3 separate regions of the Mus musculus genome follow, and all the other regions are linked to region 2. A link is a contact called in public HiCAR-type and HiChIP or PLAC-seq data. All regions are on one chromosome and are shown on one strand. The core of a region is the stretch at or near the end of the contact, and the rest is flanking DNA. Distances in the headings are between cores, read along the strand shown.

What was found. HiCAR-type assays count read pairs that join an accessible place to other places. HiChIP or PLAC-seq counts read pairs in DNA pulled down with a chosen protein or histone mark.
Region 1: a contact with region 2 is called in a HiCAR-type map of Th17 cells, with 3 times the contacts expected there. The contact joins two enhancer-like sites. A contact is called at or near these places in 1 of 15 datasets of contacts at CTCF or cohesin (the NIH/3T3 cell line), 1 of 115 datasets of contacts at active chromatin or transcription factors (Th17 cells) and 1 of 9 other capture datasets (adipose tissue).
Region 3: a BATF HiChIP or PLAC-seq map of CD8 T cells shows a contact between it and region 2, with 7 read pairs. The contact joins the promoter of St3gal1 here to the enhancer-like site in region 2. A contact is called at or near these places in 1 of 15 datasets of contacts at CTCF or cohesin (the NIH/3T3 cell line), 5 of 484 Hi-C or Micro-C datasets (CD8 T cells, bone marrow-derived macrophages, embryonic stem cells and 1 more), 22 of 115 datasets of contacts at active chromatin or transcription factors (the 230-238 cell line, CD8 T cells, DN3 thymocytes and 16 more) and 2 of 9 other capture datasets (liver and macrophages).

The regions. Positions count from the first base shown.
Region 1 is chr15:67,145,985-67,149,580 of GRCm38.p6, reverse strand. All of the region lies in intron 2 of St3gal1 (ST3 beta-galactoside alpha-2,3-sialyltransferase 1), which reads left to right. Among named protein-coding and RNA genes, the nearest start is that of Gm31400, 22 kb to the left of the region's middle. Within about 2 kb of position 1,885, at least 134 of the 459 cell types and tissues checked have an H3K27ac peak or open chromatin away from gene starts, as enhancers often do. A contact at or near this core is called in Th17 cells, where this site is marked.
Region 2 is chr15:67,457,851-67,461,880 of GRCm38.p6, reverse strand. No RefSeq gene overlaps it. Among named protein-coding and RNA genes, the nearest start is that of 1700012I11Rik, 230 kb to the right of the region's middle. Within about 2 kb of position 1,345, at least 15 of the 459 cell types and tissues checked have an H3K27ac peak or open chromatin away from gene starts, as enhancers often do. A contact at or near this core is called in CD8 T cells and Th17 cells, where this site is marked.
Region 3 is chr15:67,175,028-67,179,040 of GRCm38.p6, reverse strand. It overlaps St3gal1 (ST3 beta-galactoside alpha-2,3-sialyltransferase 1), which reads left to right and starts at 2,159. Exons shown (of 9, transcript NM_009177.4): 1 at 2,159-2,409.

The DNA of each region.
Region 1 (3,596 bases), core at 636-3,135, 310 kb after region 2:
TAGAGTTTTCCCTAGAGCACTGGAATGTTCCAGGTATTAGGTGCTAAGGGGAAAGTCTCGCTTGTGGATAGAAAACAGTGAATACTGGGGGCTGGTGATGTAGAGTTCTCTCTCGGGCTTGTATACCTTCAGCTGTGCTTGTTACAGCAGGCTCATTTATCCACATTCATGAGCACCTGTTCCATTGTTCCAATCCTGAGACAACAGTGGCTTTTAAAGGTCAGGACCAGGAGTGTTCCTGCACGTGTGACTGCTCACTATCCAGCTTGTCGTGGGCTCTCTGCTATTACCTGCTTCTTCACTGTTGTACCGGATGTAATGCGCATCAGCCTCCCTTGGATCCAACACGTCACTTCAATGGACAATGGATATTTTCTGTCAACCACGGCAGCCAGTCCCAGTGTCACAGGGTGAGGGAGCATAACCACGGGCATGGAAATTTTGCAGGTGCTTTTAGAAGCCAACCCTACACAGAGTTCTTCACTGTTCACGGATGGCCAGCTTTTGGTCTGGCCACACCCAGCTGGTTGGAGGTATTCAGGCATTTACGAGTTCTGCAGATAATCTTGGTTTCAGGAGTAGTTTCTATCTGTATCCTTCCTCCTTCTAATGTTCATGCCTATGATTGCCCTGGTATAGAGTCTGAGTTCTGTGAGAGGAAGGAAAATCCTCAAAGTCTCCTCAGACTTCTCAGTCTCAGCTCTCCCAGTCTCACCCCTCCTGTGAGGCACAAAGCAGTCCATCTTCAGAACAGTGATTGTTACTGTGGCACAGCAAATCACGGTTCTGCTACTCACTGAGATATCCTGACCTCAGTTTCCTTACCTGTGAAATGGACAGAATAGCTAATGATACCGTAAATTAGTTGATATACAGAAACTTACTCAGAGTCCTTCTAGATGGATCTCACTCTGACGGACTGTATGAAACAGAAGAGTCACCAGTACGTATTGATCCAAGCTCAACTCTTGCTCCAGAGGGAAGGAAAGTTTATTCTGAGCCAAATACAAGTGACCGTGGATCAGGAACACAGACTTGGGTTGCCCCAAATGAAGTATTTTTCCTGTTTACTGCTAACATGGACTCTATAGTCACAGAACAAAAGAATGTCATAGAAAAATGCATATACTCAAAACTTCAGTGGGGACATCAGGTGGGCAGGTTCCAGCAAAGGGGGCAGGCTATCCCTGCTGTAGATTTCAGAGGCACTCTGATGACGTGCTTAGCTTTTAACTTGGTGAAAGCTGGTCGTGTGTTAATACACACTCAGGGTCTCACTTGAAGTTAGAATAATGTTAGGTCAGAGACAGGGATAGTTGATTATTAGTTATTAAGAAGACTTAAAAATAATCTGTAATGATTGTTTATGAGTCAGGGTCTTATATAGGCAAGCTGGCCTTGAACTTGCTATGTAGCTAAGGATAACCTTGAACTTCTGTTCTTCCTGCCTCTACTTCCCCAGTGCTGAGGTTACAGGTGGACAACACCATGCACCACTTCTACAGTGCTAGGGATTGAAGCCAGCATAGGCTAAGAAAGCACCCTACCAACTGAGCTACACCCCCAGCCTGGGGCTGTAATGTTTTCTCTCTGTCTACAACAGTTCAGCTACCCACAATTACTGAGCACTAGTCAATCTGCTAAATCTTCAACATAGGTGTGGCGTGTGTGTGTGTGTGTGTGTGTGTGTGTGTGTGTGTGTGTCTGTGTGTGTGTGTGTGTGTGTGTGTGTGTGTGTGTACTTGAGTTCACAACAAAAGGGTGGCTGTAGGGAAGGATAGAGATATGATGTCATAGCTCTTATGGCCACTCCAAAGGAAAGCCTGCTGTGCCTCAGGGACTTCATGCCCCTGTGGTTTGCGTATGTTCTTCCTTGCTGGAACAGCTCATTCTTTGCCTCATCATGAGTCAATTGTCATCTCTTCTTCAAAACTCATGCATGCACATGTCCTGTCTTCTGGGAATCACCCCTTTCCATATCCATTTTTACCCCAGTCTTCAACCAGGCTGTCTCCTTTGACATCTCCTACCCAACCTCCCCACTGCGTGTTATTGTCACCCTGGCCAGTCCTAAATAGCCCTGTGCTATTTAAAGAAGCAGGGCTGGTATTTCCTCTTTCCTTTGTGAGCCCCTGCCTGCACTGAGTGCAGTTTTTCCTTTCCAGCACCAAGGAAGGTGATGGACCAGGCAAGTCTAGGCATTCCCAATGCACTAGAAAATGTACTCCAATGCCAGGCTGTTCCCCACTGCTCTCAGAATCACAGGCTGGCCCACCGGCTCCATCAATAAACACAAAACTCAGAGTGCAGCTAGCTGAGTGGGTGGGGGTCAGGCAGGACTCCTGGGAATCTGTCTTTCCTCTTCAGCCTCCTCAGGTCCCTGCCACCCTGGACACCACCTCAGATCTAGTTTTAAGCCAATGGAAACCAAAGATCCTCTATCTGTGGCCTTGAGGTGTTTTGACTTTGGGAACTTTTCCTCTTTCTCGATACTGGCCCAAATAGCTACTACTTACATTCCTACATGCTTCCACTTTACTAAGCAAGCACACCCAAATAGTTTTCAGCCCTTTCTGAAATCAATGGCTGGGTGAGGAGGAGGAAGGGGAAGGGGAGGGTAACAGAGCCAGCCTGCCTGAGATCCATTTGGCAAGCCTTTGTGTTACATCCCACAGCTCGTCCAAGAGGCTGTTCGGGGAAGACACGTCACTATGTTGCTCAATGGTTTTTGTGTAAACACTTTTTCTAAGCACTGAAATTACCCTCTGTGCTGAGAGTAATGGCGATCGGGAAAAAAAGCAGGAAAAGGACCTTTAAGTTAAGGCTGGTGACGCAAACTTGCTTTTGCTTTTTGTCCTTTAGAACAGAATCACCCTCCTGCACTTAGCAGTCTCTGCAGATGGGCAGTGTACTCAATAGGGCCTCTACGGGTCAGACTCTGTCTCTCCCCATCCCCCTTCAATCCTATGCTTGAGTCAAGGAGAGTCACTCTAAAAGTGTTCCTGGAATCACCTTGAAAAATCATTGCACTGCATGGTGGTTGTGTAATATTCTAGCAAACAACAGTAGAACTTGGAAGTTTCCATCCCTCTATTGCTGCGTACTTGTGTGTCATGCACATCAATACATATGATCACGCTGGTTACTGTTACCAGCCCTGTGATGTTGTGAGCATTTTCCTTCGTTTGTACTATGTCCCGGGGATGCATTCCCAGGACCAGTGGAACTGCTTTCAGAATTTCTCCCACCTGTTTGCAATTGTGACCTTGCTGGGGAAGGAAGCCAGGAAGATTGGGAACAGAAGCTGGAAGATGATCACAAGAGGCTGGGAGAGGGACAGGGAAGAAAAACCCAAGAAGATCCCACAGCACTGTGAGATCGTGTAACAGGCAAGTGGATCTTTTTTCTTCGGGGCTCAGTATCCAGGTCATGGAGGAACAGGAGCAAGGAGATGTCAAACAAAGAAGAGGCAGGGCATGGAGTCAAGGGAGTTTGTTTCTGATAGAACGAGAACCTGTTCTCCAATCTTGCATTCCTCAGGGGCTAGCATGTGGGTGGGACAGGATGTTTGCTAGCAGTTAATGAGCTACACTGGA
Region 2 (4,030 bases), core at 96-2,595:
ATCCAACCATGGACATTCCCAGACTCAACAGCTTTGGTGATGGTGTCAGTCTCTGAGTTTTTGCCTTTATTGTGCCTGTTTCCATGAGAGAAATCATTCTCCATTGATCTATCTGCAATAATAATAGAAGAGATGCCTCTGTATAACCCAAGACTATAATTTTTTGAGGCAGGTACCACTGTATGACTTATTATTATTATTATTATTATTATTATTATTATTATTATTATTATTATTATTATTATTTTGGAACTTGTTATGTAGATCAAACTGGACTAAATCTCACCGAGATCCACCTGCCTATGCATTCCAAGTGCTGGGATTAAAAGTGTGTGCAACCAAGCCTGACTTCAGCTTCCTACATCTTAAGGCAAGTTTTTTCTAAGTTATATGAACTTGATCCCTCGGGCACCCTCTGTCCAGATGCCTTCTCACCCTTAATCCTATAACAGACGTTTAGAAGCTGCTTTTGCTAACGTGAATTGATCCTTCACTTGGGCTCATAAGTTAACTAAGCACTGTGACTGCCTGGAGCTTCTGACTTGTAATTCCTGTTTGAAATCACATAGGCATTCTTATTACTGAGGATCACTGAGGAGGGTCTGTCTTCCCTGTCTACCTCACCCTCATCCAAGGCTGAAGGAACAAAAACAAGTCATTTTCTCAAACCCCAGTCACCTTGGACTCCAGGAACAGCAAATCCTTCAGGATAGACCATCCGCAAAATGAGAACAATTATCTGTGATGAGAAGACTGTGCCTTGGAGCAGATCAGCTTGTAGGAACCAGGTTAGTCCCCTTGGGCAATGGTATACTTTACAAATTACCAATTTATCAGTTCACCTAGAGGGACCATAGCTGGGACATTAGGATGCACTGCATCTTGGCTCAGACTGCGTAATTACATACATCCCTTGCTCTCTCTTCGAATTCATTCCTTATTTAAATATAAAGCTCATCTCACTACCCATGATGAGCCTGTGGGGTTTTTTTTTTTTTTTTTTTTTTTGCCTCTCTTTCCAGCACAGTAATTGTGTCTCCTTTTTTTGTGCTTTTTATCATTCTTCTTCCTTTGATTAGTATATTGGTATGGGTGTTCAAATACAACTTGTTGAGACTGTCATGGCTGGATCTACTGCCCTAAAACTCCTGTTACATCTGACTATATTTGTAGATGAATGGGTCTTCTCCAGACTTCTGCTCCAAAGGCTACTGTTGCCTGTGGCTATTTCTAGCACTCAGAAATTTTTTGGTGGAGACCACTATCTCTTCTTCTCAGAGCCTGGGACAAGTTCCAAAATCAACAGCAGTGATGTCAGTTGCCTGTAGCAGCCACAGTGAGGTCGGCACAACCAGCCTCACCCTTCCTTGGTGGGGCCTCTAACTTGAAAGGCCCTGGAGAATCTGTGGCTAAGGACTGCTCTGTTCTTAGAAATATTTCCCCAGTGTTCTTTTGGTTTTTACTCCTACATGTTCAATGTTGGAAATGTGAAATGTAAAGAAAAGAGTTAGGTCACTGGAACCTTAGAGTAGCTTTCTTGACGTGTCAATGGGTCTCTGATCAGAGTGACTTGAAAATTAACCAACTATCTAGACAGAAAGGGAGTAAGTAGACAAGAGTCTGGGCTTTTGATGATGAGTCTAGAACCATATCTTAGGTTTTTCAACCTTGCCCCCCCCCAACATTCCTTTTATGTCTGGGGTTGTTTCTTTGTCCACAGAGGACATGCACTTTACTGCTCATCTCCAGCATCAGAGAAGAGCTACCTGCATCTCAAGCCTTCAGTTTTCTGTAATGATGGGCTCAGTGGATACTGGCACAAAGCTGGAAGTGGACATGGGGACAATTTGGTTAATCAGCCTTACTTGATAGGAAGATTCCTCAGTTTAGATGGACAGTATATGGGAAGGCAAAAGCTCTTAGCTGTTAGAACTCATTTTCAAACTAGGCCTTACATGAGTTTTACAACTATGGAGGGATTTATTAATCCCCATACTTCTTGCTTTTACTCTCTGTTTCAATGTTTTCCTCAATTAAAAGACAGAACTTTCCAGATCTGTTACTCAGGGGTTTTGCTGTTTAGTCAGATGAGATAAGGAAAGTCCCAATGTAAGAAATGAGAGCAAAGAGAAGATGTACCAGTCAGAGAGGCAAGGAAAGAAGAGTGAATGAGGAGCCAAGAAGGGGAGAAGGCCGGGGTACCTTAAAACTGATGCTCCAGGGTTAGGCATGGAGATGGTCTGGAAGAAAGTGGTCTCAAAGCCAGAAGACTGAAAGGCTGATTTTGGTGCATTGCAAATGAGATGTCTGTGCAGGTTCTGAGAGATGCCAGAGAAGCCTGATGACATTTGGTAGTTGTCCTGAGCTTCCTCAGCTGACTTTACACAGCAACCTGACCATACTGGGACACCACTTAGACTCAGTTCATACCAAAGGGTATGTAGACTCTCTCTCTCTCTCTCTCTCTCTCTCTCTCTCTCTCTCTCTCTCTCTCTCTCTCTACTTATAGTAGAACTCAAGTGTCTTAATATCATGCTCTGAAGCTCGCTTTGTTCAACCCTTCTTTTACATTGCTGCAACCTGAGTCTGAAGGTCACCAAGGGCACACATGTTAAACCCTTGCTCTCCAGCTTGTGCCTGTTAGGAATTAGGTGAATGTTTCAGGACTGGAGCACTATGGGAGGAGTTCATATCCTTCAAAGGACTTGTGGGGTCTCAATCTTGCTCCATCCTTTGCATTCTGTTGATTTGTTCTACCCACACTTCACCCATGACGTGAGACATCCTCACAGGCTCATAGTAATAGTCCACTGAACCCAGACTGACATTCCTAAGACCATGAGCCCTAATGAACCTTTATCTTTATGACTTGATCTTCTCTTATACTTGCTTTGATCACAGTAAGCTAGCTGATGCATATACTTTGCCTCTTCCTACACAAGTCCCAATACTGAACAAACAAGGATGTAAAGGGGGTTGGGTCCTTTAATGGCTGTCAATGCGTGTTTCACACAACACAAGTAGATCAGTAGGCAGTGAAACTCCTTTGTCTTTAATCTGTCACTGAATGCATTTCTCATAACACATATGCTCTTTTAAGGTGTGGAGGAGCCAGGCTGGGACAACAGTGAAACACAGCTGAACAATAAAACCCATTTCACATTGTGACAGGACACAAATATTCATAAACACACACACACACACACAAAAAAAAAAAACATGGCTCTTTGTCCATCATGGGGTGGTGGTGGTAACATGTCTCATAACTGGAATTCAAGTCCAATTGTATCTGGAGCTCACGCTTGTCAGAGCAAACCAAAGACTGGGTGCCTAGCCTGTCATTGACATTCATTTCTCCATTGAGAACCAGGCCTTTAATATGACTGTCCTCTGAGCCCATAGCTAAGAGTTCTGTACACACAGTTTCACTAAGTCTTGAAAATACGATTGCAAAGGTGAGAGCCACTGTCACCCCTATATCACATATCAAAAACAGAGGGACACATTTGTAAACACAGCATCCAAAAACCTGACTTAAGATTCAAACTCAGGCCACCAAGTACTGATTTATGTGATTCTTGTGCCGTGCTGAAAATCAAATGACTGTCCCTCTATGAGATATATAAACAGACAGGTACAAAAATGGTTGAGACTCTTTTTTTATGGTCTCACACTCCCAGACAAATCTATGTGAAATTGTTAATATTATTGACACTCTCAGAGGTTCATAAGTTCCTTATGAGCCAAAGACCAGACCTTTTCAGCTTCCTACCTTAGAGCCTAACATGTTTTCTGAATGTCAGTTGAAAAACACAAGTTAATTAAATACGGAGATTAGATTTGGAACAGTGAGCCAGAAGAGCTAAACACAAAATCTAGACTCTAGCCCAAGGAAACTTTGATAGGGCGACCCAGGACCTTCTTTTTTTTTTTTTTTTTTTTTTTCAGTAAAAGCCTATGATGATAAATTTATTATTCATCAAGCAGTAGTGATAATTTTATAAACCTCACAATTATTTCTTTGGTACAT
Region 3 (4,013 bases), core at 910-3,409, 280 kb after region 2:
TAATCTAACCTTCCCTCTACAGAATCCATTAGATTATAATAGCAGCCTTCCATTCATATAGTATTTTTCCATCTCCCTAAGTGATTCCCTATGCACTCTGCCTCCTTGCCAGAACACTACAATTAATTCATCCAGCACTCCCTTACTAGCTTCTGGACTACAGGGAGAGGACTCCAGTCAGCGGGAAGCAAGGCACAGTGTTCCTCAGCTACAGTAAGCCTCATCAAATCAAGAGGCACATGGGCAGCAGATACAGGCTTGCAAACCACAGGGCTCTTTTCTTTAACCCTGAGGTCCAGTTAGGTGACCATTTAACTTGTATTCTACTGAAAGTCACCACAGTGTGAGTATGTTCCTGCTCCAAACTGTATCTGTGGGGACCAAGGATCTAAGTGGCTCACACTAGATAGGGCTGCAAGATGTTGTGCTAGGGAGGACAGTAGCCGATGGGGATGGGATCTCTGCCTTCCTCTCACATACACACAAAAGAATGCCAGGCGCTGCAGTTTGAACAGCTTCTCAGAGAGAACACAGCTCATAGAGATGCGCCCAGTGACAAGGACCTCACCTCGTTTCTAGCATGGAAACCCAAACCAACCTAGAACAGCAGAGAAAACTACTCAGCACAGGTCATAGAACACCTTGGAGACCCCCTCCTCTCATATCCTGGTGAGGGACAGCCCAGTGGCAGATCAGACCCCAGTGAGGTTTAACTGGAAGAGTCTTGGCAATACTTCTCCCTTACCCCGCACACACAAATTATAACTTAGAGGTTTCTGTTCTTTTCCTTCCTTTTCTGGTAGTTTGTTGTTTCTTTGTCCTCCACTTCTTCCCTTTTAACAATTTCTCTTCTACTTCCTCGGAACTTACACAGTGTACCAACCCTATCTAGGCAGTCCAGAAGCAGAGTTGAAACCCACTCCTTCCTCCTTCCACAAGCTGGCTTGGATTGAGTGAGCTCTTAGATGCCAAGGGCAGTTTCAAGAGCCCTGTATCCACTTGCTCAGTACAACAACCCAAGCAAACGAACGCTGGGACCAGGGCCCTTTGCAAGGGAGTACGTGGAAACACAAACCTAGGAAACAGTGGATATGGCCCAAAGAGCCCAAGATCACACCGTAATGGAGAAGTGCCGCAAATTCGCCCCAACATTACAGCCTCATTCTAGTGAGTAAACAGCCAGGCAGCTCTGGCCTCCCCCACTGCAAAGGCTTGTCCCCAGAAGTCTCCAGAACTGAAAACGGAGAGACTCCTGCGCACACCGTCTTTCCTCTTAACATTCCACGGAAAAGTTGTAGATGAGATAGTTCCAGTGAGAGGATACCCACTGACAAACCAGATCTTAGAAATGCCTTTTAAATCCACCATTTATGATCTACGACCCACACACGTTAAATTCCGTACCCTCACTTCCCTATTAAAACAGAAAAACTTCTACCCTAACCTAAACCAAATCCCCATCCCCAGGCTGCCTTGGGGACCTTTCTAACTCTGATTCCCACTATCAGCCTTTGCTTAGCGCTGGTCTGCGAAGCTGTCTATCCATCCGCAAAGGAAAGGCCCTCGGCGGAGTAGACGGGAAGGGCGGGGATGTGGATGCTTATAGTGACCTGCTCTGCGGCTCCCAGTCCTGGCTGCACAGACACCGCAATCCCTAACCCCGCGGTGCCCCTCCCCAAGCCTACCTAAATCCCACCTCGAGTCCCACGCCCTCAGAAAAAGCGGTGGCTTTGCCTGATCGCCCTCTCTCTCCACTGCGACCCTGAATGGGGCTCTTCTGGGCACCGCCAGCCACATCCTCTCGGTGCACGCCCAACGCCTCGTCCCTCGGGTTGACCCCACGGGCTTCGAGCCTCTCGGGAGTTCTTCCCTAGCCTCGCCAGCTGTTCCCGCAGATCCCTCTCTTGAGGCAGTGATATTGTTCCCGCGCTGCCTCCTCCGGCGTCTCTCAGACGGGTCCGGCCTCCACCCAGCCCGCTGCTGTCCACGTGGCTTGGCTGAGCTATATTGAGCTTGCAGGAAGCCCCAAGCTAGAGGAAAGCCGAGCTGAGGCCGGCAGGAGGGGCGGAGGGGGGCGCCCGAGCGCCAAGGGGCGGGCGCTGGGCGGAGGAAGGGGAGGAACCTAGAGCCGAAGAGCCGTGCTGGGCGCGCCGGAGTCACGGCTGGGACCGGGCGGGCGAAAGCGACTCCTCCCCGGACGCCCCGCCTCTCACTCCCGTTACACCCGGGGGAAGGTGTTCCAGAGGCGGCTCCCATCCTCACCCCGCCTCCCTTTTCTCCGGCGCTAACCTCTGCCGGCGGAGCCCACTATGCCAGACACTTTCGACACTTTGCAAAGACAAAGAGCCCTAAACCGGAGGGAGGAGAGAGGAGGAGGCAGAGAAGGAGCGTGAGGTTTGAGCTGGCTGGGTAAGTATCCTGAACACATCTCCTTAGATACCTCTCTGAACCTCTTCAGTGCCCCCAAAGTCCGGAGTGTCTCTGGCTTTGGTAAGTACGCACCCAGCTGGTCCCTGTCCCGGTGCCCCAGGGACGGCGCCCCCTCGCGAGTTGGGGCTGGAGAAATGTTGCTTGTGTTCTCTGAGTACTGAGGTGATCGTCCCGACCCGGGCACAGAAGGGGTGGGAAAGGGACTAGAAAGGTGTAACAGTAGAAATGGGACCAAAGACCCTAGGCGCCAAGAGGGAGACACAAGGAGAGAGATCTCTGTCTCCGCCACGGTGGTCTTCTACCTGCGGGTCAGGGAGGAGACTCCAGCTCTGGGGCTCCAGGCTCTTTGGCACTTACTGGAGGAGCCTGCCGGAGCTCAGTGAAGAGCCTATGGCAGTTGTAGCAGTGGCTCCCGGAGCGGCCGTGGTGACATTGCGCCCAGCACCGCAGTGGATCCCCGCCCGGGCCGCGGGTAGGAGACTCCATCAGGCGCAGATTGTCCCCACTCTCTAGAGAAGCGGAGGTCTCGGGCTGGGACACTGGGGACGCTTGGAAAGCGTTGGTTTTCCAGACCAGAGGTCTGGACAGTGTCCGGATGGAGTCTCCCGATCAGCTGTGGGCAGGCGCGGACCCGGGAGGAGGCTGTTGGTCCCCGGGACACCTCTAATACCGCCCCGTTTCGGATCTCGGGGAGAAGTTGGAGCTTAGGACAGCACAGCAAAAAGCGGTGTGTCAGAAAGTGGGTAGATGAGGGTGGTCAAAGTGAGCGTGGCGGTGGAAAGTCTAAACTTGGAATCTGCTCCAAACCCGTTAGGCGCCGCAGCTGCCAAGAAATAATGGGACAAAAGTTAGCAAAGTCTGCATCTCTGTAGTGTGACCTGCGCAGGGCATGGTCTGCTGCTTTGATATGTGCACGGGGTGGGCAATGGTGACACCGGACAAAGCGACTTGGTTGGAGTACTATTAGCTCGGGATTCGGACCTTTGCGCAAGCAACTTTCAGCCCTCGTTTTTCTACGCGTGGGTGTTTGAGTGTGACCTTGCGGGAGGCAGCGCGGCTGAACTCGAGAAGGGGATTAAGTCTCCCGGTGCCTGCCTCGTAGTACAGGTAAAGCGTGGGGCCCTTCGCCTTGCTTCACCGTGGAGTCTCAGAAAAGGTGCCCGAACCTCCATCCATCTGCTGGAACCTGGAGTTTCTCCAGCCTTTTGCACAAGGGTCCTAGCCAGCTTCTTCCTCCAGCAGGAATTGGTGGCGCGCTCCATGAGAGACATGTGCGCGCCCAAAAGCGTGCGAGTGGGTGGGAGTTGGGATGGTCAAGCCATCTCGGAAGCTGATTGACTCCCGGAGACACTAGTGACCCTCCCCCACCCCCCACCCCCCAGGACAGGAACAAGCTCGCACAGTTGCTACATCAGGCATTTGCCAGACTTTCTCTGTGTTTAATGGGTAAAGCCTGTCCTCTCCCAGTTTACCACTGTCTCGGGTCCCCACGCTTCCATGGACTTGTGGTGAGATGGAGCGCCCACGCCTTCCTGCTGCAGGTGAGGGGCGCTCCCCAGCAGAAAGACTGCTAGGATCAGGGG